2 separate regions of the Mus musculus genome follow, and region 1 is linked to region 2. A link is a contact called in public HiChIP or PLAC-seq data. All regions are on one chromosome and are shown on one strand. Each heading gives the region's core, a stretch centred on a gene start, on an enhancer-like site or on the middle of the called end of the contact. The rest is flanking DNA. Distances are from core to core; before and after follow the strand shown.

Evidence for each region. HiChIP or PLAC-seq counts read pairs in DNA pulled down with a chosen protein or histone mark.
Region 1: a FOXA1 HiChIP or PLAC-seq map of pancreatic cancer cells shows a contact between it and region 2. The contact joins two enhancer-like sites. A contact is called at or near these places in 3 of 115 datasets of contacts at active chromatin or transcription factors (extraembryonic endoderm stem cells, fibro-adipogenic progenitors and pancreatic cancer cells) and 1 of 9 other capture datasets (embryonic stem cells).

What each region holds. Positions count from the first base shown.
Region 1 is chr7:113,166,442-113,170,861 of GRCm38.p6, reverse strand. No RefSeq gene overlaps it. Among named protein-coding and RNA genes, the nearest start is that of Gm33659, 17 kb to the right of the region's middle. Within about 2 kb of position 1,996, at least 40 of the 459 cell types and tissues checked have an H3K27ac peak or open chromatin away from gene starts, as enhancers often do. A contact at or near this core is called in fibro-adipogenic progenitors and pancreatic cancer cells, where this site is marked.
Region 2 is chr7:112,452,855-112,457,371 of GRCm38.p6, reverse strand. The region is part of intron 1 of Parva (parvin, alpha); the gene reads right to left. It overlaps Gm45998 (a long non-coding RNA gene), which reads right to left. Exons shown (of 2, transcript XR_001778261.2): 1 at 1-4,517. Among named protein-coding and RNA genes, the nearest start is that of Gm45998, 3.7 kb to the right of the region's middle. Within about 2 kb of position 3,266, at least 116 of the 459 cell types and tissues checked have an H3K27ac peak or open chromatin away from gene starts, as enhancers often do. A contact at or near this core is called in fibro-adipogenic progenitors and pancreatic cancer cells, where this site is marked.

The sequences.
Region 1 (4,420 bases), core at 747-3,246, 710 kb before region 2:
TTTCCTTTCCTTTCCTTTCCTTTCTTTTCCTTCCTTCCTTCCTTCCTTCCTTCCTTCCTTCTCTCTCTCTCTCTCTCTCTCTCTCTCTCTCTCTCTCTCTCTCTTTCTTTCTTTTAAAGAAATCTCTTTTTAGAAAGTATGGGCAAGAGGAGGTTGACTCCCCGGGTCTGCCTTCTCTGGGTAGCCATGGACCAGCTGTTTCAATTCACGTTTCATCTATACTGGGGTGATGACGACCCTTCAGTGTAGAGTTTTGTCTTGAGAATTAGTGATATGACTCAAATCCAGAACTTGGTGCAGTGTCAAAAGCACAATGAACATGGGAGAAATGTCACCAATTATTGACGAGCTCAGAGTCAAGGTGGCTTGAAGTGATCTGTGGCCCAAGAGAGTTCTTATGAAGAAAACATCGTTTAAGCAAAATAAACACTATGTACCACCTTCCAGAAGGTTCTCAATTCTTTGACAGTTATTTAGAATGAGGCTTTAATGATAGCAAGAGGATTGGGAAAAAACAGATGAAGTGATTTTAACACTTGTGAAAGGGCTAGCCTAGCTAGCTAACACCCTGGGGTTTGTGGGACATTTAAGGCAGCGGCAAACCTCCATGCTCTGGAGAACAACCCGTGAGCACCTCTGTGGCACTGACCTCCTCATTTACTCCTGGAGTTGTCTGGCTGGCTCTGCACAGGTAGGTCTAGCCTCAAGGTGGTTGTGAGAACAGCAAACTCTTATCCACATGGGCCACGAGTGACTGTAACACAAGCAGAAAACACCCACGGGAGAGGGCCATAGCATGGCAAGCTGACTACTACGATTGGATTAAGGCCTAGTGGCTTGTGGTCTGCCTGGAGAAGCAGCACTAGATTCTCTGTCCAGTCTCCAGGAAACCCTCCACATCCTTAGGAGACCACCATTGCCTCTCACGTCAAAGGCTGTTTCCAGCTAGGACAAGTAAGACATGTGGCACCTGCTCAGAGAGTCATGAATGACTTGTGTGTGGTGTCTAAAACATCTCAGAAGTCAGTGGATGTGTCTTTGGAAACCTCCAGAAACTTCCATGATCTTAGACATTACCTAACAGATAAAATATTTGGGTACCCTAGTTCAAATGTAGGTTCAGTGCTCTAAGGCCAACTGCTTTAAACACAGCCTAGTTTGCAATCTTTTGCCAATAGGCTTTGAGGGTTTTTGACTTCAGGCTATCTACTGCATTATTTATACCATGTACTCTCACCTTCCCCGAGAGCCAAAGCTTAGTACACATGAGCAGTATGCTGCAGACGAGCCTGACTGTTGTATGCTCACACTGCCTGTTAGTAGTGCAGCTGGGGTGTGAGTCAAGCCCAGCCTCTTGGAGACCAGAACCTGAACTCTTGCTTGTGACCAATGTGGAAGAAGCCAGTGATTAGCCACTTCATGCAGCTGCCTACCTGGAGGACACAGCTTATAGCTAGAGGGTACCGGATAGGAGTCTCCTTTCTTCCTTTCCTTTGATCTGAGGTCATGCTGTGTGAGACCTGACAATCTCTAACTTTCCCAAAGTGCTCAATCTCTCTCTTTCTCTCTCTCTCTCTCTCTCTCTCTCTCTCTCTCCCTCACAAAAGGAGAAGGTAAACTGGTTTATATTCTTTGTAGGAACAAATATACACAAAAATCTATTGGGAAAAATTAGAATATGTCCGGACAGTCAGACACATATCTATGAACCCAGCACTTGGGAAGAAGAGTCCATAAGACTGAGAATTCAAGTTCACTCCGAGCTACACAGCAAGATAAAGGTCAGCTGCTGCTTCATAAGCCCGGTCTCAAAACAAAAGCAAAAACAACTAAATAAGTGAAGGAAAGAAGAGGAAAGAAAGAGGGAAAAATGAAAGTAATAAAAAAGAGAAAGATAGACAAAAGCCAGCCCCCTGTCTTTCTAAGCAGGGATACTCCAGTCCTCTTAATGGCTACCGAGTTTCTGGTACATCTAGCCAAGTGTGATTTGCAATGAGACGTTTAATATAGCGCCACTCCTTTTCCTGACTCACTAAAAATGAGATCATCTTGAACATCAGACTAAAGTAAGGAATTTCCAAACTGAGTTTGGCATTTGGCTGTTCTATCCTAATGTGTCTGCATCTCGTCTTTGGTAGAACAAAAGAAGGTTCCCAGATGGTGAAGCGACCTGGCCAGACAGCACAGCCACGCAAAGGGCTACCACCAAAAGCTCAGCTTCATGTGATATGGGCGCTCCGGTACAAAAGCTCTGTTCACAGACCTGCACCGTGCCATCACCCTGAGACTGATATGGACCCACAACAGGCACTCTAACCACGAGGACTTACTCCCCATGGGCAGAGTGGAATCTGGTAGCAGCACCCAGCCTAAAAGGAGCAGATCTCAAAGCTAAGAGTGAGAAGAAGCAAAACAGAACGGACGCGCTTCCCTGGAGACAAGCATCTCAGTTCCCATGCAAAGGAGGGATATTACAAACCATTTAAAATTAGAGGCTATAATTAATGTTAAGCTAGTTAAAAATGTGAAACAACAATGTAAAGATAAAAGGCAAATAATACACAGAGAAAATATTTGCACCAAAGATCATTCAACCGTATGATACATGAAGAACTCAAACCTTAAAAGGAAAACAAACCATGGGCTCCATGAAATGGCTCAGTAGATAACGGGCTTGCTACCAAGTCTTCAGACCCGAGTTCAAGTCCAAGGGCCCTCATGCTAGAAGGTGACCATAAGTTCCTGCAAGGTGTACTCTGACTCCTACACAAGTGCCATGGCACTAGCACCTCCACACCCCCACATGTCACCCCTAGTTCCATAGATGAGGAGTAGGTTTGCACCCTAGATATCTGAACTGACTTAGGGTTCTTTGAGCACAACGCGCTAGGGCCCAGGCTCTGGGTTCGGGTCATATAGCTTCTGAGAGGATGACATTGCATGGTGCTAGATACATTGTTTCCACTATTGCATGGTGCCAGATACATTGTTTCCACTAAAAAATATCCAACAAAGAAACAAACAAACAAACAAAACCTGGGAGATGGTAATTTTGTCTAATTCAAGTTTGGTTGTGGCATTTTGCATGTCAAAGTAAGCTGCATGCCCACACATGGCAATCTCCCAGGAACACTTAGCAGTGACCATAACACTTTGTGGGTTGCTTTCTGTGTCTCCATAGCAATTCTGATGACCAGCGTTGATGCACCAGCCACATACATCATTCATTTTGCCAGTTAGTCAGATCTGCCCTCTCCATGGAAAAGTAAAACAAGGGCTCGCCAGACATCCTGGCAGGTGAAGGTGCTTTGTCTCACAAGTCTGGTGATGCAAGTTTGAGCCCATGGTGGAAAGAATGCCATATGCACTCTGTGGCACAGGGATGCACACATTCCAACATGCATGGCATTCCCTAATCAGAATAAATAAAATGTTTTTTAAAGGAAAAAAAAAATCAAAGCAGTTGAGGAAGGGTACACGGTACTGCCACTAGAGGGAGTGTACAGTCAGTGTCAACATATCTTAGACCCTAGGGCAGGCAGTTTGTGCAGCTGAGGCAGCCTTCTGCAGATGGTCTGCAGTGCTCGGGAAAGCCTGCCGCGATATGTTCTTGTTTGAGTGACTACTATGAGACGTGGAAGCAGCGTTGCACACGGGTGATAGCTCTGATATATTGAGCACCTACTGTGTGCTAGGTTCTGTATCTGGAAAGCAGGAATCATAACTTTATTTGTACACAAGGTTTTGTGAGCACTTTAAGAGGCGGGGTGATGAGTGTTTGAGTAGCGAGTGCTTCAGACGAAAACCTTCAGGGCAATGTTCACAGTCACTGGACTTCCTCCTGGCTGACAGTCCTGTTGCTGGAGACACCACACATAGTCGCCTCTCCTTCTGCTGCCTACATCCAACCCATCTCTCATCCTTCTGATGGTGCCGTCTTGACCCTGTGGACTGGAGCCCTATTCTGCTCACTACCAGGTTCAGTGAGACCACAAGTCACTTTACTTCTGGCAGCTCAGTTTGCTCATCTGCAAAGTGGGGTGATACTTCTCTTAGGGACTTTGTGGGGATCTAATAATGTTTCCCAAGTCGAGTTCTGGGCACACAGAACTCAGTAGTATGAACCTATTATCCTAAAAACAGATCATGGATGTGTCTTGATCAATGCCACTGACATTTCTACATATACCCTTCTTTCTGGCAGTCTTTGACAAAAGAAATGTAGCAGAAACCTAGGCGTTGACAGCCTGTCTTTGGCCTCTTTGTAATAGGCCATTTCCCTAACTCAATGCTGTATAAAGCAGTGGAGCTTCTGAATTCATTGACAGTGTCTGTCAGCGAAGAAATGTCAGAGCTTTTGGTTCCAACTGTCCCCATGCCGTCCTCTGGCTTTCCCTGGGTGAGCGGTAACATTTTCAAA
Region 2 (4,517 bases), core at 2,017-4,516:
ATGTCAAACTGAGAAGTAGGCACAAAAATGGACTCATTAGGGCAGCAATTAATGTTTCAAAAAAAAAAAGGTCAACTCCTTTAAGTGAGAGAGGGAGGGGGATGGTTGAGGAAATCATAGGAGATGTGGAAGTAAAGCCACTGGGGCATTATGGGTGAGGAGTTGCATTATGGGTGAGGAGTACTTGGCATGAGCTTGGGTGGGGTGTTCTGAAGGGAAGGAACAGTACCGAGGATCTATCTCAGTGGTTGAGCATTGGCTCAGCACAAGTGAGGGCTTGAGGGAGGAAAGGGGGGAGGGAGCCTCTAAGCACAACAGCTATAAAGGTCATAAAAGGAGTCCCCATGATGGTCTTCGAGACACCAGGGAGAACATGGCAGCAGGAGACATGGCAAGAACACAGACTCTAGGGATAACGGGCATCACTATGCAGAGACTTTGTGCCCAGGGTTACTTTGGCCTCCGATTTAAGGTACTTTGAAGTTTGTTCAAAGTCTTAAGTTTTCACTCTAGTGCTCATCAGAGTATAAAGAACATGGAAGTGGTGATAAGCACAGAAAATGTTTAACCTTGCCGGTCATCAAAGAAATGCCAATAAAAGCAATTAAGACTGTTCCCATTAACTAAACTTTACGAACAAAGGCAGAAAGGGCACCCTTAACCCGGTGCTCTGGCAGAGGGCTGCAGGAGTGTGCATTGCCACATATCTTAGAAAATAATTTGTTAGTATCTAATGAGGGATGTATGAGCCAGAGGATGGGGGAATTGGCCCAGTGGGTCAAGTGCCACAACCTGAACAGCTTTGGAACTGACTCGACTGAGAAGACGGGGAGTGAAGAAATGACAGGTACGCACAGAGAGCAGCTGGGGGGGGGGGTGTCAGACGTGCCATGCACTCTGATGGAGACACGCCAGCAGCCCAGAAAGTCAGCTTGGGAAACATGTGAGCCAGGCATGGTGGGGCATGCCTATAATCTCAGACTTCAGAAGGTAGAGGCAGGAAGATCACGAGTTCAAGGTCAGCTTCAGCTATAAGAGAAGTTTATACTAGCCTAGGCTTCACAAAGTAAACTGGGCTCTGTGGCAATTCAAGTAGTTAGGAGCCCAGGACAGAGGGATCTTGATTTGAGGTCAATCTGGGCTATGCAGCAAGAGTGTTAAAAAAATAAATAATTAGTCACCACCACCACCAGAGAAGGGGGGAAATTTCTAATTTCTTAATGTTTAACTCAGTAATTCCATCCCATGAAATCAACCCTTACAGAAGTAATATTACATGTGGGAAAATATTTCTAGAAACAAAGCTATACCCATAGCATTTCTGTAATGGCAAATACATGGAGATTTAACTACTGGAGGAACAGTTGGCAAGCTACAGCATGTCTTCCAGGCAGAATATTATTCCATCACAGTCAATTAAAGTCATCCCCCTGTTCACGGGAGCATGGCAACCGGAAATGCCATGGGGGGGGGGGCGGTTCATAGAAATGTGTATTCATATGAAAAAAAAAAACTACAGTAGTAAAACCCATGGGAAATACTGGGGATGAATAAGCTAAGTGCCAAGTGTGATTGTGTCTGTGATGGTGACTCAGGGTGTGTGCAGCCCTGGCCTGTGAGGTGAGGTGTCTGTTATGAAGCCTTGACAGATAAGAAAAGAATGTTAGAATGAATAGATAGGAACACACACGCACACACACACACGGAACTCATCTAATAGAGTTGGGTGCAAACCAGCTTGACTCCAGTTGTCCAACTGGAGCCCCAGGAAAGCCAAGCTGTGGAACAAACATATACCCAGGACATCCAGTCTGCAAAAATCAAGAACCTCAAAGCTGCCCCAACTCAATCTACACAGACTCCTGTATACAGTTCCATTTCTTTATGTTATCTTGTTATCCTGAGAAAAGTAACAGTTGGGTTTTTTTTCTTTGTTTTGTTTTGTTTTGTTTTGTTTTGTTTTGTTTTAATTAAGAGAATAAGAAAAACATCCTTTCCTGGCTCATACTTGAAAACTCTCCTATGGAAACGTAGATACGCTGAGAGGCAGGATAACCTAATGGTTAGGGGACATTAGGTCCTAGAGTTGACAGCCTTGCTTTGAATGCTATGCTGGCCCCACCACTTACAGTGAGCTGATTACTCCAGCTCTGTAACTCAGTACACAGAAGGAGATAAAAGCAAAGCCTGAGGCCACCAAGAGGCACAGCTGGTAAAGGAGCTTGCCACCAAGGCTGATGACCTGAGTTTGGTCCCCTGGATCTACTTAGCAGAAGGAGAGAATTGACTCCTGTAAGCTGTCCTCTGACCCCTCATGCATGTACAGCATACAGTAAATAAGTGTAATTAAAATAGCAAAATCCTACCTCACAGCTAGTCATTTAATGGGATCCAATGAATCTATCTTTCTGTGTAATATACATTTCATATAACTGTGACCTCTGCAAGCTCTTTACAGTATATTCCAAGCTTTAGGGGAGGGTGAGGCCAAAGGGAAGGTTGAAACACCAGCACAGTAACAGCACACATTTTTGTGTGGCATGCCAAGACCCCAACATGAACTCATTACTAGCTGTGTTAGAGACCGCTCTGTTGCATCCTTGTATAGAAATAATACACACATACAGAGAAAAGCTGGGATTAGGCCTGACAGAGACGATCAGCATGTTTATTATACACAGGCAAACAAGGAGGCAGGCTTAGCTAGTCTCCACACAAGCAGCCTGTGTAGGGGAGCAGTCTTCAGGACATCAGCACGCGGAGCAGGGAGAAAGTTACAGTGGGCATTTTCTGGAGCGACTGTGAGTATCCACACATGGACAAGAGGAAGGTTCTACCATCCTCTGAGCCTCACCCAGGGAACGCTTTGCCACTTCCATGGGTCTGAGACACTGGGGTTCTTGACAAGGCTGTGCTCATGTCAAACAATACCCTTCTTCAGTCGCTCCCCAACATTGCTTCAAGGCCTTTTGATCCCTGTTTAGAAGATGGAAAACTGACATTCAAAGAAACAAATGATATGGCCAGGCCCAAGCAGCTCTGAGGTCTGTGTCCCTCCAGAGGACCAGTCCCTAGAAGCTAGGCTGAAGAGGAAAGTGTGGTGTGTCTCCTTCCCAAGATGGAAATTCAACTCCAGGGCTGTTCCTTCCAGGGCATCTGCAATCCCCTCCCTGGGGCTAACACTCAGCAGTTGGCCTTGCTGCCCCTGGTAGGATAATAGTCTCCGGGTGTGAACTCAGCAGGCAGGCAGTTCTTGGAATGTTCTGGGAGGATGCAGGGGCTCATGAGTCACTCTGCCCTTCTCTCTGCTCCTTCTCAAGGCCCTGGATGTCATTATCCCTGTCACTGGGTTTTCTGCTGCTGGTTGGCTGCACAATTATCCCTAAAAGGAAATCAGTCTTAAGTCTCATCTCTAGCCAAGTGCACTGCAGGAGGGCAGGAGAGCCCTGCAAACCTTCCAGGGCGCCTGCCTGCAAGAACTGGAGAGGCAGAGGGGCTCCGACTGGCTGGCAGCTTTGGATCTCCATAGGGCTAGAGGCTTCCTCCAATCAGAACCCTGGACCCTCTGCATCAAAGGCAAGCATGCCACAAGAACACACAATCTCTAAATATTTATCCCAAAAGTCAAGAGAGAGCCCAGTCGGCAAAGGCTGGGAAACCAGAGGCAGTCGGCCTGGGAGAAGAGGGAATGCTAGAAACACAAAGGCCTTTTGCCTTGAACTCCAGAAATGTCTGTGAACACTAAATGCTGGAGACAGGATCTTAGGAATTCATCACTTAGAAATGTATGGGCACATCCCCAACAAAACCAGAGCTCAGGGGGACTCAAATGACAGGTCTTCTTCACAAGAAAAGTTATAATTCTGTATTAAGTTTTAATTTTTTTGAGTCAGAATCTCACTATGTAGTCTAGGCTAGCCTCAGACTTCGCTGCATCAAACCAGGTATGGATGCCACATGCTTATAATCACAGAATTTCAGAGGCTGAGGCAGGAGGGTGACAAGTTCATGACTAGCCTGGACTGTATACTGATTCATTCTCGTTCTCTCTCTCTCTCTCTCTCTCTCTCTCTCTCTCTCTCTCTCTCTCTCTCTCTCTCCAAACCAACAACAAAATCTTGCTATACAGAGTCTTCGGCAAATGCCAGGCTTTCTGCCTTGCCTTCTGAATGCAGAAGGCAGGACTGAATTCATAGGAAGAAAAAAAAACAATTGTTTTTAGCCCTGAAATATAAAGTATAGGGATATTTGCTTATAGCCACCCCACTACCTGCATCTCCTTCCTGAATACCAAGCTGGACATATATAGCTAAATTCAAACTCAAAAAACTTGAGACAGCAATTCTACTTCTAAGAATTTATGGTTGGTAACGGAGACCAGCAGAAGGAAGGTGGGCAGATGAAGACAGCCACAGGGAATATGAACAAAGTTTAGTCTTATAACACATATACATGTATATATATACACATACACTATGATGAAATACATTATTTTATATTCTACCTAAAAAAATAAT